Linked DNA regions of Mus musculus: region 1 is linked to region 2. A link is a contact called in public Hi-C data. All regions are on one chromosome and are shown on one strand. Each heading gives the region's core, a stretch centred on a gene start, on an enhancer-like site or on the middle of the called end of the contact. The rest is flanking DNA. Distances are from core to core; before and after follow the strand shown.

Evidence for each region. A called contact is a pair of places that touch in the nucleus more often than the background predicts.
Region 1: a contact with region 2 is called in a Hi-C map of forebrain, with 2.6 times the contacts expected there. The contact joins two enhancer-like sites. A contact is called at or near these places in 9 of 484 Hi-C or Micro-C datasets (brain, cerebellar granule neurons, cerebral cortex and 4 more) and 2 of 115 datasets of contacts at active chromatin or transcription factors (forebrain and neural progenitor cells).

What each region holds. Positions count from the first base shown.
Region 1 is chr4:142,469,994-142,476,085 of GRCm38.p6, forward strand. No RefSeq gene overlaps it. Among named protein-coding and RNA genes, the nearest start is that of Gm42339, 19 kb to the left of the region's middle. Within about 2 kb of position 4,303, at least 24 of the 459 cell types and tissues checked have an H3K27ac peak or open chromatin away from gene starts, as enhancers often do. A contact at or near this core is called in cortical neurons and forebrain, where this site is marked.
Region 2 is chr4:142,388,802-142,394,678 of GRCm38.p6, forward strand. It overlaps Gm42339 (a long non-coding RNA gene), which reads right to left. Exons shown (of 2, transcript XR_003955298.1): 2 at 1-5,877. Among named protein-coding and RNA genes, the nearest start is that of Gm42339, 62 kb to the right of the region's middle. Within about 2 kb of position 1,835, at least 20 of the 459 cell types and tissues checked have an H3K27ac peak or open chromatin away from gene starts, as enhancers often do. A contact at or near this core is called in cortical neurons and forebrain, where this site is marked.

The DNA of each region.
Region 1 (6,092 bases), core at 3,053-5,552, 84 kb after region 2:
CAGACTGACCTAGGCACCCAAGTGTTGTCTGACTGAGGGCAGAGACACTGGAGCCAGATCTTGGCCCTGTAACGACTGTATGTTCTTTGGCAAGTACCATGCCATCTCTATGCCTCCGTTTTCCCTGTATGTGAAATGGATACTATCGAGGCACCTGTTTTTTAGGTCACTACAAGGACCTGTGGTGGCCATAAGATTCATTAACACATAGTACCTGATATTGTCACCATCTTGGTCATTATCATGTCACTACAGACAAGGGTCTTTACCTCTTTGAGACATGGTCTCCTTTACTCAAAACTAGGTGTATATGCTGCCCCCATGCTGGGCCTGGGATTCATGTAGTATACATGCTATTACTATTTCCTTCAAACTGTGGCAAAGGCATTGAGCTGAGTTCTCATGCGCAACCACAGTAAAATATTCAAGAAGGAGAGAGCACATACTTTAAGGAGGTCCTGGAACACCGAGGAGCTTTGTCACATACCTCAGAGGTGTGCTCAGAAAGCCACAATGACATGTCAGAAGGTGAATGGAACATCTGAGCCCTGGGCTGACTTCCTTCCAGAGGCCACATGGCTCATAACAAACGACTCATGTGCTTCGAACATTTGGTACAGCTGAGGCAATATTGAGAGAGGAAGGCCTTGTCCTCTCTTCATGGGTCCCTAAGCTTGTGGTGAGATAGAAGGGGACAGGGACTAGAGAGTGAGTGGAAAATCCCCTTGGCAACTAATCTCTGTCCTCCAGCCTGACAGTATGGTCTAGAAGCCTGTTACAAACTCCAGGGTGAAGGTCCTCATTGATCAGAGGGATAAGGGGTCAAGGGCTTTTCAGGAGCCCGACCCAGTGGTCTAGCACCACCTCAACAAAGCCACCAGAATAAATTTAGAACCAATGATTTCCTTTTACACAGAAGCCACCTGCTTGAACAGTTGCTGTTGCCAAACTCAACTCAGACTCCATCCAGCTTCTTTCATGTCTGCGGGGGCTGAGGATTCTGAGGGGGAAGCAGGAAGACCTGCAGAGCACAGCCTGCATGCCACCGCTCAGAGCTGAGGTTCATCAAATGAGCAAGATCATTTAGGTCTCGTGCAGCCTCACAGGGTAGAAGCAGCATTCTGAGTCCGGGTCTTCCGGCAGCTTCTGTGTTAGAGAGGTGGTCCCAGCTAGGGAGTACAGGGATGATAGTTTGGATCTGTGGGGATGTACTCTGCCGCTGCGGATGGCCACCCTGTAGCTTTAGGGATGCTGTCTCTTCTTAGGGGATTCTACCTGAACCTGCTAACCTGCACTATGGGGCATCAACATGCTGAGATGTATTGGTGGCACCTGTGTCATATCCCAGATGTCAGCTGCCCTGATATCCAACCCAAACAATATGGGCTAATTCGTATTTGAAAGATCACTTAACACCCGGCTCCCTGGACCTACCAGACAGAATGAGTTCCCGGCTTGTCTGATCTATGTGGAGTGTGCATGTACATGCAAGCATGGGTGTGCATGTGGAGCCAAGGACCATAGTTCAAGTAGACCAGTGTGGAGCACACAAGGCTTGCCATGAGACTAGGCTCTTGCAACCACAAGAATGGAAAGAGGTGATGGATTTGGGCCCTTTGAACTCTGACCACAGCCAATGTATGTGTCCTTCTAATCCACGTGGGTTGTTAGAACTTCCCAACAAGTATAATTCATTGCTGAAATCATACTAGGCATAGCTTAATTCTGAGTCTTTTATGATTAGAGAGCTTTAAAGTTGAAAATACGGTGGTACATACATATGCATATGCATGCAATATGCATTCACAGGCACACACACATACACACACAGAGTTGGGGGAGAATCTACTGCTAGGAACCTTTCAATGGTTTGGTCTTAAAGATATGGAATTCAAGTAAATGCCCTTGCTCTCTTCTCTGTTGCTCTGATAAAACACTGACCAAAAGCAACTGAGAGAGGGAAGAGTTTGTTTGGCTTATGGATTACAGTTTATAGCAAGGGAAGCCAGGGCAGAAGAACAAGGCAGGGACCTAGAGGCAGGAACTGATGCAGAGATCAGGGAGTAACGCTGCTAACTGGTTTGCTTCTGGGCTCATGCTCAACTATCTTTATTATGTAGCATAGGGTTGGTACCGCCCATGGTAGGCTGGCCTCCCCTAGGTCAATTCTCAATTAAGCAAATGCCCCGCCCCCCAGACATGCCCACAGACCAATTCCATGGAGGAAATTCCCCAAATGAGGCTCCTTCTCCCCAGATAAAGCAAATTGACAATCAAAATTAGCCACACAATAAGTAAGTCCCCTGACATGGGCTGCTAACCAGACTTAGCATAAGAAGTCATCTCTTAAGGTCAGCCATACGATGGGGATGAAAAGGACAAAGGACAGGGACATCCCTATCATCCTGTATTACACGGGAGTGACTACCAGACGAATACATAAAATACCCAGTGAATGTTTCCAAGGCCCTGAGTTTGACCTTCTGTGCTCCATGTGGCTTACAGGGTGGGCAGGCAGACTTCCAGTGAGCAATTCCCACCTGCCAAGCCCATGTGCTACATACTCCCTGGCAGCCAGGAAGTCACAAATTAGGGCCTATAAGATCTCTAAAAGGTGCCATTGGGATTGAGGAGTTAGGGGAAGAGTGTGGAGATGCAGGTCCACCTCACACCAAGATGATATGCAGTTAGTCCTCATGGTGTGAAAACCAGGCCAACTAGGACTTCTGGCTGACATCAAACTAGTTCTGGAAAGCCACAAACATTCAGGAAACAAACACAGTATTATGAAATGAATCAGAATCTCAACTCCAGGGACCCTCCCGAGGCATCTTTAAAGACAGTGGAAAGATAGTAAATGATAGCCAATCAATAACTAATTTCTACCACCCCATCCTCATGTGTAACTAATCTCTTGGTGATTCCACACAGTAATTTTTAGGAGGAGCCGTAAAGCCCCGCCTTTTGGGTTAGACAAAGGCATGGTCCTTCATCCCACTGCGGAGGTAGAGTGAGGGGCCTTGGAGATGTCGACACACGCCTGGGTTCCACCCTCTCTGCCATTTGGAAATCCCCTCTTTCAAAGCAAATAAGATAGGAGCAGAGCGAACGGGAAAGCCAGTGTCAAAAGACAAAAGTTATTTTGCAGAGCAACAGTGTCTAGCATCTCCTTGGAGTCCCTGTACACACCACTCCTAAGGTAATGCAAACTTTTCCAAAGAGTTTTCAGTGTTTTGTAAAGAGGAGATGCCAGGACCCGGGCAGCTATCTATTGTAGTGATCAGAGAAGGAAATACAATCTGTGTGTAGCTATGAAGATTTATAAACATGGAGTCTGATCCTTCCCATCTCCCCCTTTTAATAACTGCAGCAGACAAGGACTGCTTCTCCATCTCTGGCACCAAAGGAAGACACTTTCTGTACCTTGCCAGTGGGGGGCAGGGGAGAGGGTCCAGTTAATCAAACGTACTCCCTATAAAAGCACGAGCATCGGAGTTCAGAGCCCCACCATCCATGGAAAAATGCTGAGCTCAGCAGCGTGAGCCTGCAATCCCAGCACTGGGAGGGCAGAGACTGGAAGGTAGGCAGGGAACGACCGAGGAAAACACATTCTCCACAGGTACACAGGTACACACACCCCAAATAAACAATAAACTCAAGGCGGCGAGCATCCATCCTAATGGGTGTAAGCATGTTATGTTCTATACAGTTAACACCTATTTAAATTGGGTGTAATGGCTCTTAATTGTTTTATTCTATGCACTGCAAAGCAGCCAATTGAATCTAATATTAGTCATTCATCAGATAAAACATTTTCAGAGAAGCAAACTGCTATATTTTGCCTTCAAAGAACAGCAAGCATTTTAAATACACTTTCCCAGAGCTGGGTACCCCGAGGAAAGTGCTTTAGAAATGCTACTTCAAACGACCCCCTTTCTACAACAAGATGAACTGAAACAAATGCTTAGCTCTGTATTTTGGGAGTTTTTTTTTGTTTTTTGTTTTTTTTTTTTTTAAAAAAACCAAGCCTCCTTCTGTCCACCTGTCAAAACCAGTTGTGACCCCATCAACCCAAGAGGTGGCCTCTGGGGCTGTGAAATGCACCACCCGGCACGGATGCCCTTGGCGAGGCTGGCCTACAGTTCTCCTTAGGATTATCCAACTCACTTGCAACAGGAGAGAGGCGATGGGCCCACTGCCAAGAGCTCTTTCAACAGAAATTCCGAAAGAAGATCCTGCGAAGTGCCGAGAGCCGATTTCCAGCAGTTCACTTTCTAGATTCTGTTACATAGCAACCATGCCCGCTCACACAGGGTACCCAGCGAGTTAATAGTTTGTTTAAATGACACTCTGTCTTAACCCTCTAGGAAAACCCAAGTTTGCCTCGTCACATGGCACCAACCCAGTGGTCTCGTCTGCAACAAAATACCCAGCAAAGACTTGATACGCTTCCTTTATTCATTTCCAAAAAGAAATTTAAAAAATTGAAAATGGATCTAACAGTCTCTTGGGGGATGGGGGGAACCAGGACATAAAAGGTGGCATTTTCCTGAAATCGCTTGTGGTAATATTGTTAAAGGCATACTGGCATGCTCTTAATGTCCATAATGTACTTTAGCTAAAAGTGACTTATATGGTTGTATTTTGAAAGATAAATACTCATTGCGTTCAAAAATCTCAGTGTGGAAAGTGACGACGTAACTGCACCAGGTATTCTTAGGGTCTGGTTCCCCTGAGTGGTACCAGTGCAGGCAAACAAGAATCACAGGAGCAACCCTAACCTGGAAGAACAGAAAGCCCCAAGACTCCCAGCTTCCGCGCATCTCTCTGGTGCCAGGTCGGGAGGGACGGGAGGAAGGCAGCCAGCCATACCTGAAAATTAGCTCACAACAACTCCAGGCTCCCCTTTAGGAACATAATAGAAGCCACAGCAAAAGAAGTAACCAGACCAGCTCTGCTGAGGGCTTCTAGAAAAACAGTGTTTAGAGACCCCAAAAGGAGGGGACAAATGAAAGCCAAACCTCACAAAGACAAAATTGCACGTTCTCTCTCTCTCTCTCTCTCTCTCTCTCTCTCTCTCTCTCTCTCTCTCTCTCTCTCTCTTTCTCTCTCTCTCTTCAGGACTGAGGTGCTATTATAGATAAGTAAATGCCCAGGAAGCTTATTCAGGAGTCTCTCTCTTTTTTCCCCACCTGCCTCATTCACATAAAGTCAAACTAACTTAGATGGGCATGTGACCCACAGGTGAGCTCAAGTCAAAACCCATTAACGTGCTTTCTGATTATACAGTCACCAAGGGCCCACGGTAAGGGTTCTGAAAACCATCAGCAGAGCTGACAGGAACAACCCAGACCCTCCTCCTCTGTCCTCCTATTACCTACCCACTGCCAGCCATGGGCATGGGCACATGGCAGGTGCAAAGTTCCCATGGGCACAGGGAGCTGCTGGTGTTGTGTGTTTTTAAAGATACTGAGTGACCCCCAAAGCCACTTCCATGTCTGCAGGCATGAGCCTCTTAGGAGGAAAAAAGGAAAAGAAAAAGAAAAAAACCAAAACACCTCCTGTTGCATCTCTACAACCATTTAGTCATAAGGATACCAGCCTTTCGATTTTCAAGTGAAGTGCACGAGCAGGGCACTCTGGCTTCCATAGCACGCCCAGTCCACCGCGCAACCCGCACTCAGATGAAACGCCACTTAACTTTTCCCTGTCTGAGGAACAGCTGGATGGTGGGAATATCCATTCGGTGTCCCTTTTTAGGGCTCTTGCTTCTCAGCAAAATGCCAGCTCTTAGCTAGTTCTGGAACGCCAAAACACTCTCTGCTTACAAAAATCAAAGCATTATCCTGGGGCCAGCCTGCATCTCCCTTCTCTCACCTACAGTTCTTTCTCACAGGAGAATGACATAACCAGGGCTGGCGGAGGAGAGCAACCAGATGCCAACCTTGAAACCTTGTAGCAAACACCAGAGCGATTCCACAGCCTCACCATTACATCATGGCCAAATTGCATCCCCCGGTTCCTAAAGACTTCCAACAGGCTTCGGAAGTACCAAGTTAGGGTCTGACTTAAGAATTCACAAAACTGCAGAT
Region 2 (5,877 bases), core at 585-3,084:
GCCTGATGAGAATCTGCTCCCACTAATTTTAGTGTGCCCCATCTTCACCCCAACAGACTTGCTCCAGGAAGAGAGAATTTTGGTGGTAAGAGTAACCTTCCATTTATGTATAAATTTAAATACGCATGTGCCCCTATACACCCATTTGTGTGCACACATTCATATGTGCACATATTTTCCCCTGTAGCTAGCAAGGAGTGGTGTGTGTGTGTGTGTGTGTGTGTGTGTGTGTGTGTGTCAGGATACAGAAGCTGGCATCCTGCTTCACTAACCTGGACTGTCTACTCTCCAAACACTCTTGATCAAGCAGTCCAGCCCTTTTAGAGTATGGAGGGGAATGCCTCTTGCCCTTATTGGCTGATGGACGGAGGCCTTGATTAAAGACCTTGGGTCCAGCCGCTTTCTTCTCAGCCTTTAAGAGGAGGTGCCAGTGTGTAGCCAGAGTGTAGGGATGGCTTAAATGTTTAGGGACAAGGAATGCAGGAGGAACATGTGAGTCCCTGCAGCCTGGATCTCTGTGATGGGGAACCGGAGAACTCTACATTAGATAAGGCTTCACTCTTCAGAAAAGCCTTTTAAATACTGCCGTAACCCAAAGGGAAAGAGAAAACAAGGTCGGGGTGATTTTAGTGCACTTGGGAAAAATGGTTCTGAGTGTACGTTTGCGGAGGAGCCTTTCAGGGGACAAGAAAACATCAGTGTGCATCAGGACTCGAGAGGTGAGTCTTTGAAGACAAATATGCTCTCGGGATGGAATATCTACCAGTCCCAAACACAGAGCTCTGGCTTTGGAGTGTTATGACTTCAGACAGGATACAACATCACATGTTCCTGACGGCTCTGCTGTGGGTAGAGGGGACAACTGCCTCGTGCAGTTCTTTCTTGCCAAGCGTCTCCTTGCCTTAGCCATCACTTAAAGACGAAGAGCTTAGCAGAAGGTGGGGGGAGGAGTCACAGAACTGGTGGAGGGCTTGGTCGCCTTTGCCTTTGCCTTTGCCACTTTCAAAGTCCTTTCTGCTGTAGGCCAACCGTTGGAAGTAATACTACCCAGGGCACAGTATCTCAGCTCTTTCTCAGAGCAAGAGGCAAGAAGACCAGGGCTGTGGGGACCACAGGTAAGGAGATGTGTACAGTCGTCTTGCCAGAATTCTCATCAGACAAACATAGAAAAAGGCTGCCTGGGCCACTTTTATTGCTTGGGGGTGATGTGCTACCTGTATTTGTATAACCTTACCATAAGACCTGAACCAAATACGTTTAAGGGACTTAAACAAGTATAAAAGATTTTTAGATTGGTTCATGGTATCAGAAGGCATCAGTCCACCAGGGCGGGAAAAGGAGACTAAAGTTTATGATGCCTGAAGCTCTTCACATCTTGGTGACCCAGTGAGCAGAAAGAACAGGGCTGGAAGTAGGGGCCCCAGCCTTTAAAGAGCCACCTCTAGCAGTCCACCTTTACCTCCTTCCTTTACACAGGGCCTGCTTCTTGAAGACTCTGCAGCCTCCCAGCTGTGGGAACAAGCATTCAAAGCCTGAGTTTATGATGGTCATATTGGAGTCAGATCATGAGGGAAGAGTAAGGCACAGGCTTGGCTTTCAATGCTGTCTTAGAGATCTCCAAACTGTGTGAGCTGACAGCTCTGAGCAGCAGCTGCCTCATGACTACGATGGGGGAAACCTCACACCACAACCTCACCAGAGGACACAAAGCTTAGGAATTAGCATGCATGCTGTGGCTCTAGCACATACACGGACAGGACATCGTTATAATCATGACTCGTGTTCCATTTGTTTCTGAGTCGGTAGTCAGTCACAGTAACCAGTGTTTGCGTGGGCCTTGAGGAGATGTGAGGTAATGGGCTATGACTGATCCCTTTAAGGGAAGAGGTGCCCAGGAGGATGTGTGACAGGAGTTTCCTCAAATTTACAACACCCCCAATTCCTTCTCAGCGGTGGTGGTGTCTCCTACTCACTGGAAGCCAACCTGCTGGCTCCAAAATGCAAATCTCTCCGAGGCCAAAGCATATGCATCGTGCTTCCAGAAAGCACACAAAGCAGTAATTTAGAAAACACACCCAACACAAATACCCCGAAAACTGCCTTTGGCGATGCAACACAGCAAATGCAGCGTCTTCCGTTCCCTGATTACTAAAGAAGAGAAGGCCAATCGTTTCTTGGCGAAAGTCTCGTTGTGGAGTGTGCCAACATGCAGGTGTGACCCGCACAGCGCTCCGCATGTGAATGAGTGAACTCTGGCTGGAGCCAGGGAGCTTGGCAAGGGTCCCCCTTCTGATGAGGGCACAGCTCTAGTGGCATCTCGGTGTCAGTCTTGTGAGACCCTGAGCAGAGCCCCCACCATGCAGCCACACCCGGATGCCCGGCCTCCAGACACTGGCAGGGGATCAGTGGCTGGGGGACCATGTTTGTGGTTATTGAGGATCAGTGGCTGGGGGCCATGTTTGTGGTTATTGGGGATCAGTGGCTGGGGGGTGGCATGTTTGTGGTTATTTGCTATTCAGCAATAGAAAAACATAGCTTCTCAGACCCACACAGTGGATTCGTGGAGAACTAGAATCCTATCTTATGTAAGCTGGAAGTCTCTCCAAGGGAGGAACGAATGAGCAGTATCTGAGACAGGTAATGAATAAAGCTGTCATGACCATGCTGGATTCTGTAGCCAGTTAAGCTCTCTCTGTGGCTTACCGTGTGACCTTGGACAGGTTGTTTAACGTCTCTAGGCTTTGGTTTCCTTATCTGTGAAATGGAATAATATGGTGCTGACTTATCTCACAATGTTACCCCGAGGATGGGACAGGCTACCCTGTAAAGCACCTATAGAGAGCACTGCTGTAAGCCTGCAATCCATGTAGCTGGTTACTTCTGCCCTTTTACAAAGGAGATGGAGGAGAAGGAGGAGGAGGGGGGAGGAAGAGGAGGAGAAGAAAGAAGAGGAGGAGAGGGAAGAGGAGGAGAAAGAGGAGGAAGAAGAGGAGGAGGAAGAGGAGGAGGAGAAGGAAGAGGAGGAGGGAGAGGAGAAGGAGGAAAAGAAGATGGGGCTTGGTGGGAGCAAGCAGTGGGTACACTGGTAGTCTGTGAAAGGAAAGGTGGCCTGGTGTTCAAGGTCAGACATGTCTGCCGATGGTAGGAAATCCCCGTGAAGCTGTTTTCTCTCATGTGGAGGCCATGATCCCATCAATATGCTCACCCTCTAGCTGGAGATCCTAGGAAGTGACCTCAGGACACTTTGCAGCTCTGTGCTGGTGCCAGCAACTGGGAGAGTAGAGGGGCAGGAAATCCACTCAGTGGTGCAGGGTGGGCAGGGGGAGATGGCAACAGACAGAGGTTGGAAACACTGCGGTCAGCCTTCATGACCACTGCATCACACCAGCACAGCCCAGGGGACAGCATATAGAATCACTAGAGACAGTGAGGATGTAAGACAAGGTCCCTGACACATGACAGATGTTGGATGGCCATTTTAGAAATTACACATTAAAGAGAGCTAAGAAAGATAAAAATCACCAACTGACAGGATAGAGGGACTCAAACATCTTTCTCACTGCCCTGGACCTCACTGAGCCCTTGTCACCTGAGGCTCTGTGTAGAAGCCAGTGGTGGCCTGAGACCAGACGCTGTGTGCTTGATTACTGTGGCAAGGTAAAGGAGAGTCCTTCAGCCTGAGCCTGTCCACACAGGCCTGCACTGAACGCCAGAGCTGAGAGGGACTGTGGGAATTGAGGTTCTACTCTAGCCAGGTGTGGTGATGCAAACCTGCCAGTCCAGCACGAGGGAGGCTAAGGCAGGAGGATTGTGCATAAGTTGGAGGTCACCTGGGCTATGTGATGACTTTGAAGCCATCCTGGGTTACAGCGTGTCTCCCTATATAAAGACAATAACAACAGCAAATAAACAAACCACATCTCTCCAACTTATTCATACAGAGGAACAAAGGGAATCAAGAGACACCTTGGCACCCCATTACCAGCTACTCTCGGTGCCACTTAGCAACTGATCCTTCAATAGTGTTAAAGCGCCACTCAGTGCAGTTGGCTTTCACAGTGCGTTCCAGACCTCTGCTCATCTCAGATACACTAGGCAATAGCTTTGTACTGAACGTTTGGGGCCAGAGTGATCCAAGGCAAAGTTCCTGGTGATGAATGAGGCTTCAGGGCCAGGCTACAGAGCTCGCACTCCCCAGACCCTGCAACCTGCAGAATGAGTTTCTCTGTGCTTCAGTTTCTGGACTCATGACTTGGGAATACAAATACTATGTTTGCTCACATCAGGGCCCAGGCACAGCTGTCCATGTCATTCCTCAAAGGACCTCTAGGGGGCAGGCTATCACATTCCCAATTCCACTAAACAAAACTGCAAAACCACAAGGCTCTTTTCACCCAGAGAAAGCCCAGCACATACCCACACCTTTTTCTTTCTTCCTTGTAGGAAGAGTGGACAGCATCAAAGCGCCAGGATTGGCAGCTGCTGATAGAGACAGCCCCTTCCTCAAGATTCTGGGTGACCTTCTCAAGCAGTCTGAGGAAAGCTAGAAATTACCTGAAGGCCAGGTGTCTCTGTCACCACAAACATTCCCCACTTAGACCCTGAAGCAGCTGTGCCCCTTCATTCTGCTGCCCTCCATGCCCAGAGGTTCAAAGGTAGACCAGTAGGCTGTGCTAACACCCTGACTGTTTAGGAATAGTTTGTGTTTGAACTCTTTGAATTCTGTTCCCTCAACACCTTCAGTGAGAAACTTCACACTGACCTAAGCTAACTGAGAACAAGGGTCTAGCAGCCCTTCACCTGCTCTGAAGGCAGCATGGCTGGGCAGATCTGAGAAGGGACCTGTCCATCATCACGTATGGGAGCAGAGGGCACCTAGGTGTCTATGTTGGGGTTGTAATAAATGGTGGGAGCAAAATGGAATTGCTATGAGGGTAACCAGATGGCACAGAATGGATCTAGAATACACACACACACACACACACACACACACACACACACACACACACATACACACACACACACATCATCAGTCAAGCCAGAGATCAGCACAGATATGGACTGACACAAGTTGTGCTCTGACTTCTGCATGAATGGATCTAGAATACACACACACACACACACACACACACACACACACACACACACATACACACACACATCATCAGTCAAGCCAGAGATCAGCACAGATATGGACTGACACAAGTTGTGCTCTGACTTCTGCATGTATGAAGGTCACTGAATGGATGGAAAAGTAAACAGGTACAGGGCCAACTCTGTGAGGGACAGTGATGGACATAGGAATGATGGGCTGTTATGTTACAAAGCTGACAGAACAGGTAGATCTGTGGACCAGGGAGAACTGCAAAATGGCTCCTTCAGTCTGGGCTTGATCATGTGACAAGCCTTGGTCAAGAACACGTTGAGATGCCAATGCACACAGACGAGCAGAGATTTGAAGAGGCCTTGAGTGATGATACTCCTCCCTCTTTTGCTTCCATGATGACAGGCCCACGCTAAATTAATGGAGGATGAGATAGGTATAGAACAGGCACTCCAACAGGCAGACAGATGGTCCACAGGTACTGAGCATGCTCAGTCATCAATCAGCACAGCTGAGCTGGCCACCCAAGACAAGCCAGTGATACACATTTACCTCGAAGGACTGTGTACTAATTGACATGTTGGCCATTGTTCCAGACATCCAAGGGAGCAGAGATTTACTGTGGCTCACAGTTCGGAGGTTTCTAGTCAGGGACAGCAGGCTCTGCGGCTTCTGGGTTATGTAGAGCAGAAAATCATGGTAGAGGCCGTGCAGCAGCAAAGGTGCACAGCTTAGCACAGCCAGGGAGCACAGAGGGAGACAGGAAGGGCCTA